Linked DNA regions of Triticum aestivum: region 1 is linked to region 2. Evidence: chromatin contacts called from public Hi-C data. All regions are on one chromosome and are shown on one strand. The core of a region is the stretch at or near the end of the contact, and the rest is flanking DNA. Distances in the headings are between cores, read along the strand shown. Region 1 holds the start of LOC123122108. Region 2 overlaps LOC123122106.

The links. A called contact is a pair of places that touch in the nucleus more often than the background predicts.
Region 1: a contact with region 2 is called in a Hi-C map of leaf, with 6 times the contacts expected there. The contact joins the promoter of LOC123122108 here to the enhancer-like site in region 2. A contact is called at or near these places in 1 of 5 Hi-C or Micro-C datasets (leaf) and 1 of 1 datasets of contacts at active chromatin or transcription factors (leaf).

What each region holds. Positions count from the first base shown.
Region 1 is chr5D:399,464,405-399,467,404 of IWGSC CS RefSeq v2.1, reverse strand. It overlaps LOC123122108, which reads right to left and starts at 1,324. Exons shown (of 10, transcript XM_044542246.1): 1 at 976-1,324. The coding sequence starts at 1,098. LOC123122107 (pyruvate dehydrogenase E1 component subunit beta-2, mitochondrial) reads right to left here. Exons shown (of 14, transcript XM_044542245.1): 14 at 2,422-2,782. The coding sequence ends at 2,714.
Region 2 is chr5D:399,225,287-399,228,157 of IWGSC CS RefSeq v2.1, reverse strand. LOC123122106 reads left to right here. Exons shown (of 15, transcript XM_044542244.1): 13 at 1-46; 14 at 130-270; 15 at 433-662. The coding sequence ends at 46. Among protein-coding and RNA genes, the nearest start is that of LOC123122106, 8.3 kb to the left of the region's middle. Within about 2 kb of position 1,362, at least 4 of the 8 cell types and tissues checked have an H3K27ac peak or open chromatin away from gene starts, as enhancers often do. A contact at or near this core is called in leaf, where this site is marked.

The sequences.
Region 1 (3,000 bases), core at 75-2,574, 240 kb before region 2:
GTTTTACTGCTGGTAAATTTGGCCAAATACAATCCACTGTTTTCATTATTCAGAATAGTCGGCAGTTTCATTTTGAAAAGAACGACACTTGGGAATGGGGAAGTCTCTTCTCATAGCCAACAGGATTTTTGACAACCAAATGATATAAAACGACAACCCTAGTTTAATCATGGGCCTTAATCATGAGGGCCTGTTAGCCACCAGACTAGAGCAGCTAAGTTCTCAGATGCTAGTTTTTTTTTCTAACTCAAGGGTAATACTGCACATATAGTCACTCAATTGAATTCACATATGCTTGAACAAAGTAAGCAAAGGTTTGCTTATCAACCAAACAAGAGGCGCCAAAACCCAACCGCACATCACCCCTCCGTATGAAGCACTAAAATTCAGTTGGAACAAGCCCAAATTACCACACCGACAGCGGACCAAAGGAAAATCTCAATACGCTACAATTAAACGTTGTTGACGACAAAGCAAATGAGAGCATGCGATGATCTAGAACTCACAACAGATTCCGACCCAGTAACCAACCAATTCACGCATTCCACACTAGGACTGGACTAGAAAACAACACCGGACTCGTCAGTCAGTATCGTTCGACCAACGCTTCGACAGTCTCCCAGAACCGTTCCCACTGAACTGTAGCGCAGATCCGAACGGTGGCATCCCATGGCAGTTCACCAGGAAGCGAAAATCCCGAGGCAATTCACATGGCACTAGAGGGGCAGTCCATGGCGCCACACCACGCCTACTACCCCGACAGACGCACCGCGAAGCAACCGCCCGGACACCCGAACGCGCTAAACAGCTTCAGGAGCCCGCGGACGCGCCCTGCAACGCAGAACCAGGCGCGCAGCCGCTCCTGCCGTCGCGAGATCTTCCCCCGCACCGTCCGCCCCCACGCGCCGCTCGCACGCACGCACACTCCACGCAGAAGCGAAACGAAAGGGGACGGGCAGCGGAAGGCGCACGCACCTGGGCGGCGGCGAGGAGCTCGTCCGCGGCCTTGGCGGCGGTGGAGTGGTCGCGGTGGCGGTCCACCCGCTGCTCGTGGCGCTGCAGCGCGAACCCGCGCAGCTTCCGCAGCGACGACTTCATCCCGCGCCCGCCGGATCAGCCGCCGCCGAGCCCCGAAGCAGCAGCAGCAGCAGATCCCGGCAGGCAGCACCACGGCGACGGATTCGCGGAGCGGAACCCTAGCTGTAGCGCCCCCACACACCCACAGCACTAGGAGAGCGTCTGCCACTGAGAGGGGGGAGGGGAGGGGAGGCGGAGAGTGGAGAGGAATGGGGAATTGTTTTTCCGCCGAGCCGAGGCCGAGGCCGAGGCGCGAGCGGTTCCTTTATTATTAGTATTTTTATTTTTTTACCACGACTAGTGGTACTACGATACTGGTCCTCCGTATTCTTCTCCGCGAACTGAACTGTTTCAAGGGGCCCTTAATGGCGGTACTGTTAGGGTACCTTTTTTTTCTACTCTATATCTTTCTTTCTTTGTGGGTTGCTTTGAAGCTTTCGATTTCGTGCTGGGCGCCTCAGGTCCGGTCTTTGTTTGGTCAAAGGGAGCCATCAATCAGCAGCTATACTTGCGTGTCTTTATCTTATTTTTAGCCCTGGGTTTATCCCTGGGTCTGGGTGCTGCCGCTTTCCTCTGCCTGTCCAATTGGACCGACTGGACTAGTACTGCTTGCTTGCTTTGTTTACCTGTTGCTTGCTTGCTGCCTGCAGTGTCGTACGAGTACTATAGCTCGGTCCTCGCTCCGGTCAAACATGGCGTTTTCCGAAAGCAAGATTGCAACAAGGCAGGCTGAGAGACACTGCTATGCTATGCAGATGCAGGCGGGATCTGCGTGAGCTGCCTCTGTGCGTCTCGTGTGAGTGAGCGTCACGCCGCTCGAGTGACCGGCCTTTTGGTCCAAGCCAGAGAGAGAGAGAGAGATTCCGGGGACGCAATGGCCCCTTTTAGCATATGTATCTTTCAAGGATTGCTGTTCAAAGATATTTTATCAACAAGAATAGACCGGTTTAGTATTAGTATTAAAGTGATGCTCACGGGCGCCGGATCGGTGCTCAATTATGACGCTACGCTACATTTGACCGGATCTGTTAGTTAGCAACCAAAGCTTGTCGTGGCTGTTGCACCGGCTATGTAGTTGAGTGTACCTCGTAATTGTGGTCATGACCGATTATTATTAGTAGCTGAAACGACGAGCGACGGATAGTCTCCCTTTTATGACGACGACTGAATCTAACGGAATCACATGTTCCCGTGCGTGTGCACCCAGGTTCCAGGGTGAAGATGTTCAAATCCACGAGCAATGACTTGTGGAAAAATGGTTTTTCAAAGATACACGAGGCGATAAGCTTTGACGAGAGAAAGAACTTTTTTTTTTTGAGAATACGAAAGAAAGAATATGGCACATGCATGAGAACACCTCAATTTTCCATTTATGTAACCACCGTGATTAGGCCGTAGTAATAATCAATCAACGAAAGCTGCATGCGTAATAATTCACAAGACAGTGGAGGGAGGCACCAGCGAGTGCGGTGAGATCCGACTGCAGCTAAAAGAATAACATGGCAAAGGCACACCTACAAAAATTTAACTCGCTTTGAGTTTGGGCAATTGTGGATACCATTATGGAACACACACGTTTCTTTCTGGCCGGGCAGGCGATGGGAAAAAGCATGGGCAGAGTAAAGTGAAATTTCGATCACGCAGTTGCCGTCATGGGCAACGCTCTGTAGCAGGCTCGCCTGGCCGCTCGGACGATATCCTCGATCTGCAAGGTCAAGAACGAGAGTAAGTTTGGTCACATTAATAAGATGATCATCAGCTAATAAAAAAAATGATCGACGGATCGTCAAATGTACACAGGACAGCATGTTTTATTGCTTCATTCTGATTGCTCACACCAATAACATCAAAACATTTTACGGTCCTATGTTTGCAGTACAGAAAGCCAGAAAGAATTTGGTGGCAGACAGAATATTTAGGCTT
Region 2 (2,871 bases), core at 113-2,612:
TTCTGTTGAGAATGGCAGCACACCAAATACTCAAGTTGTCGATTAGGTACAAACTCTATATATTTTTTGTATGTTATTGCTATATGGCACTGACATATTCGTTTATGGTGAATGCTTTTGTGACTGCAGATGACAATCATTGAACAGTTTGGTTTCTTCTCTTGTATAAAGAGGGGTTTTCCTATGCGGAACAGTTTGTGACTGCAGATGACGATCATTGACCGCTCCAACTTTCTGAAGCTAGAGAAGCAAGAGGACAGAGGGGCAAAGGTAGTAAACACATCAAGCATGATTTTACAGTCTTAAGAGAGGATAAACGTTCTCATCTGGTCATTTTGCTTGTGTCTAGGGAGGGTTTGGGCACCCAGTCAGCTGAAGGCGCATCAACCTGGCTGGCTTGCCTCTGATACACTAGTTTGTGTTCATTTTCAGGTTCTGATTGAGCATCTCAACAGCTCCATAGCATAGCAGGCCCCTTAGTAGAAGGTTTCTGTCAAGTAATTCAAGTGTGGAGTTCATTGTTTTGTACTTTTAAGCTGCCACATCTCATTGGTTGAATTTAAACAAAGGCTGTTGATTTGTAAAATTGTACAAAACCTGTTCAGATCATTATAATGAGCTACCATGTTGGAACCTTATATCTAAAATTTGAACCAAGACCACGACACTTGTTTTGAAACATAGGGAGTAGTTGTAGCCCTATAAAAGCACCAAGGGCGGAGATCCGAGGGCTTGTTTGCTTTCCTTACCAATTTTTGACAGCCTGGCACCTGTTTGGATCACTGCCAATTTATCCAGTCCTCGCCTAATATTTGGTCACTTGGTTTGTTTTCTACACCCATGATTGTCAAAAATCTGACCTGAGTTCATGAACTAATAGCTGACAACCATTGCAGTTCAGTGAAAGAACATATCAATATTTAAAAGGAACTGATGAGCTTCCCATATACAAATATAAAATCTCAAGAATTGAACAAATGACCATACACCCTATACCAAAACCACTATATCTCGGGAAGTTTACGCTCCCAGGTTTCACCACTTGGTGGATAGCAACGTGAGAATAAGTAGGGCATGGACACGTGTATTTTTGGGGGCTCCCAGGGTGTACATTTCTCTAGTGACTGTAGGCATTCGGTGAAAATTTTCTTAACTTGTTATCTGCCTTCGCGTGTGAACCTAGCAATTTGGATTCTAATTTGAGGACATTCTTTTTGTTCCGCATGTGGGCTGGCCTTGTGTTTGTTTGGGTTGTGCAGTTTTGTCCCCTAGCTATTTGGAAGGATTTGTGCTACGGCCGCTACATGTGGGCTGCATGGCTCCGTACTTGATTTGCCTACATAGATTTGTCCCGTTGTACGATGGCTGATTTCTTGCCGTTCTGTAGCCGCGTGGTCTTGGATGCCATGTGCTGGTTCGCGTGGGTTGTGTGGATCCTTCTCGAATTGACACTCCATGCACGCGTGTTGGATGGGCCCTCCTGATTTACATGCATGGGATTGACACGATGTGACTGCTACTCCCTCCGTTTCGAAATATTTGTCTTTCTAGGCATTTCAAATGAACTATAACATACAAATGTATGTAGACATATTTTAGAGTGTAGATTCATTCATTTTGCTCTGTATGTAGTCATTTGTTGAAATCTCTAGAAAGACAAATATTTAGGAACATGTTTGCATGCAGTTCATCCCTGAGCTTTCTCGATTTTTTCTTGAGTGATTGCCTACATATAAATACGTTGAGCCTCCATGTCCCTCGCTGCACCCCCATAACCACGTCCTCGACATCCCTACACCTAGCCGCCCCGGCCATCTTCATGCCACCGTTCTCATTTGCATGGCAGCGACGCGAGCGATGCCTGTAGGAGCTACTTCGCCCTCGACCCCCTGCCAGTCTGGGACTGACTGAGTCTGTCTATAGCTGCCGCCCGGAGATGGAGGGCGCCACCGGCTTCATGCCGCTCTCGCCGACGAGTTGCCTGGACTGCAAGAAGCACTGGGAGGTCCCGTGTGGATGTCGAGGCTGAGCCATCCATGTTCTTGGGCTCGAGCTTGCCTAACATGCCGGCGCCTAGAGCCCATCCAACCCGGCTATGAGTCGCGCGCGTGCGGCCTCATGCACGCCAAGCCGCAGAGGCCCTCCAGTTCCCTATCGCTCCATGAAAGAAAAGCTGCCGTTGTTGGTCACTCGGGAGTCGGGAGGGTGCCGGCTGCTACGTTGTCGCCGCTCACAGCGCCGGGTCGTTCAATCCACTGACGTCCGAGAGGCACCCTCAAGTGCCTTTCGTCAAAGTCGAAGAATATGACATCCCTGGCCAGCGTCGCCGCGTTGGGTCCCCTGTCAGTGTCTCGCAGGTGGTGTTCGCTGCTCGGGCTGTGAGACTACGTGGTGCAACTCGCTCCAGCGGCACCACGACTGCTATAGGATGAGCCCTGCCGTGCAGGGACCGCAGCTCCTCCCGCGGTTGCTCGACGACCTGCCACTGCCAGGCACTAGCTATAATCGCTTTTCTTCTATCTCGTGCTCGCCACCCACAGGCCACAGCAGGCGCCTCCGCCATCTGCCGTGCTCTTCTATCTGCCCGTGCTCTTCTGTCAAGCCTCTTGCCCGCCATTGACACTGCGCCCTGCCGTGATCCGGGAACTGATGGCGTCGGCGCGCCTCTTGCTGATCTACCTTGCCAGTTCGGTACCGTACCGCATAGCTCCCTGGCGCCTTCTCATGTCGTGGTCATCCTGGCCACGTTCCTCTGCGTTGTCGGCCTCCCCATCGTAACCGGATCTGCGCGCTCTTGGTGTTGCGTCGGCGGCACCAACAACGTCTCCTTCCGTTCTGACACGGCGGCGGAGAACAGGGGCTCAAGAAGAG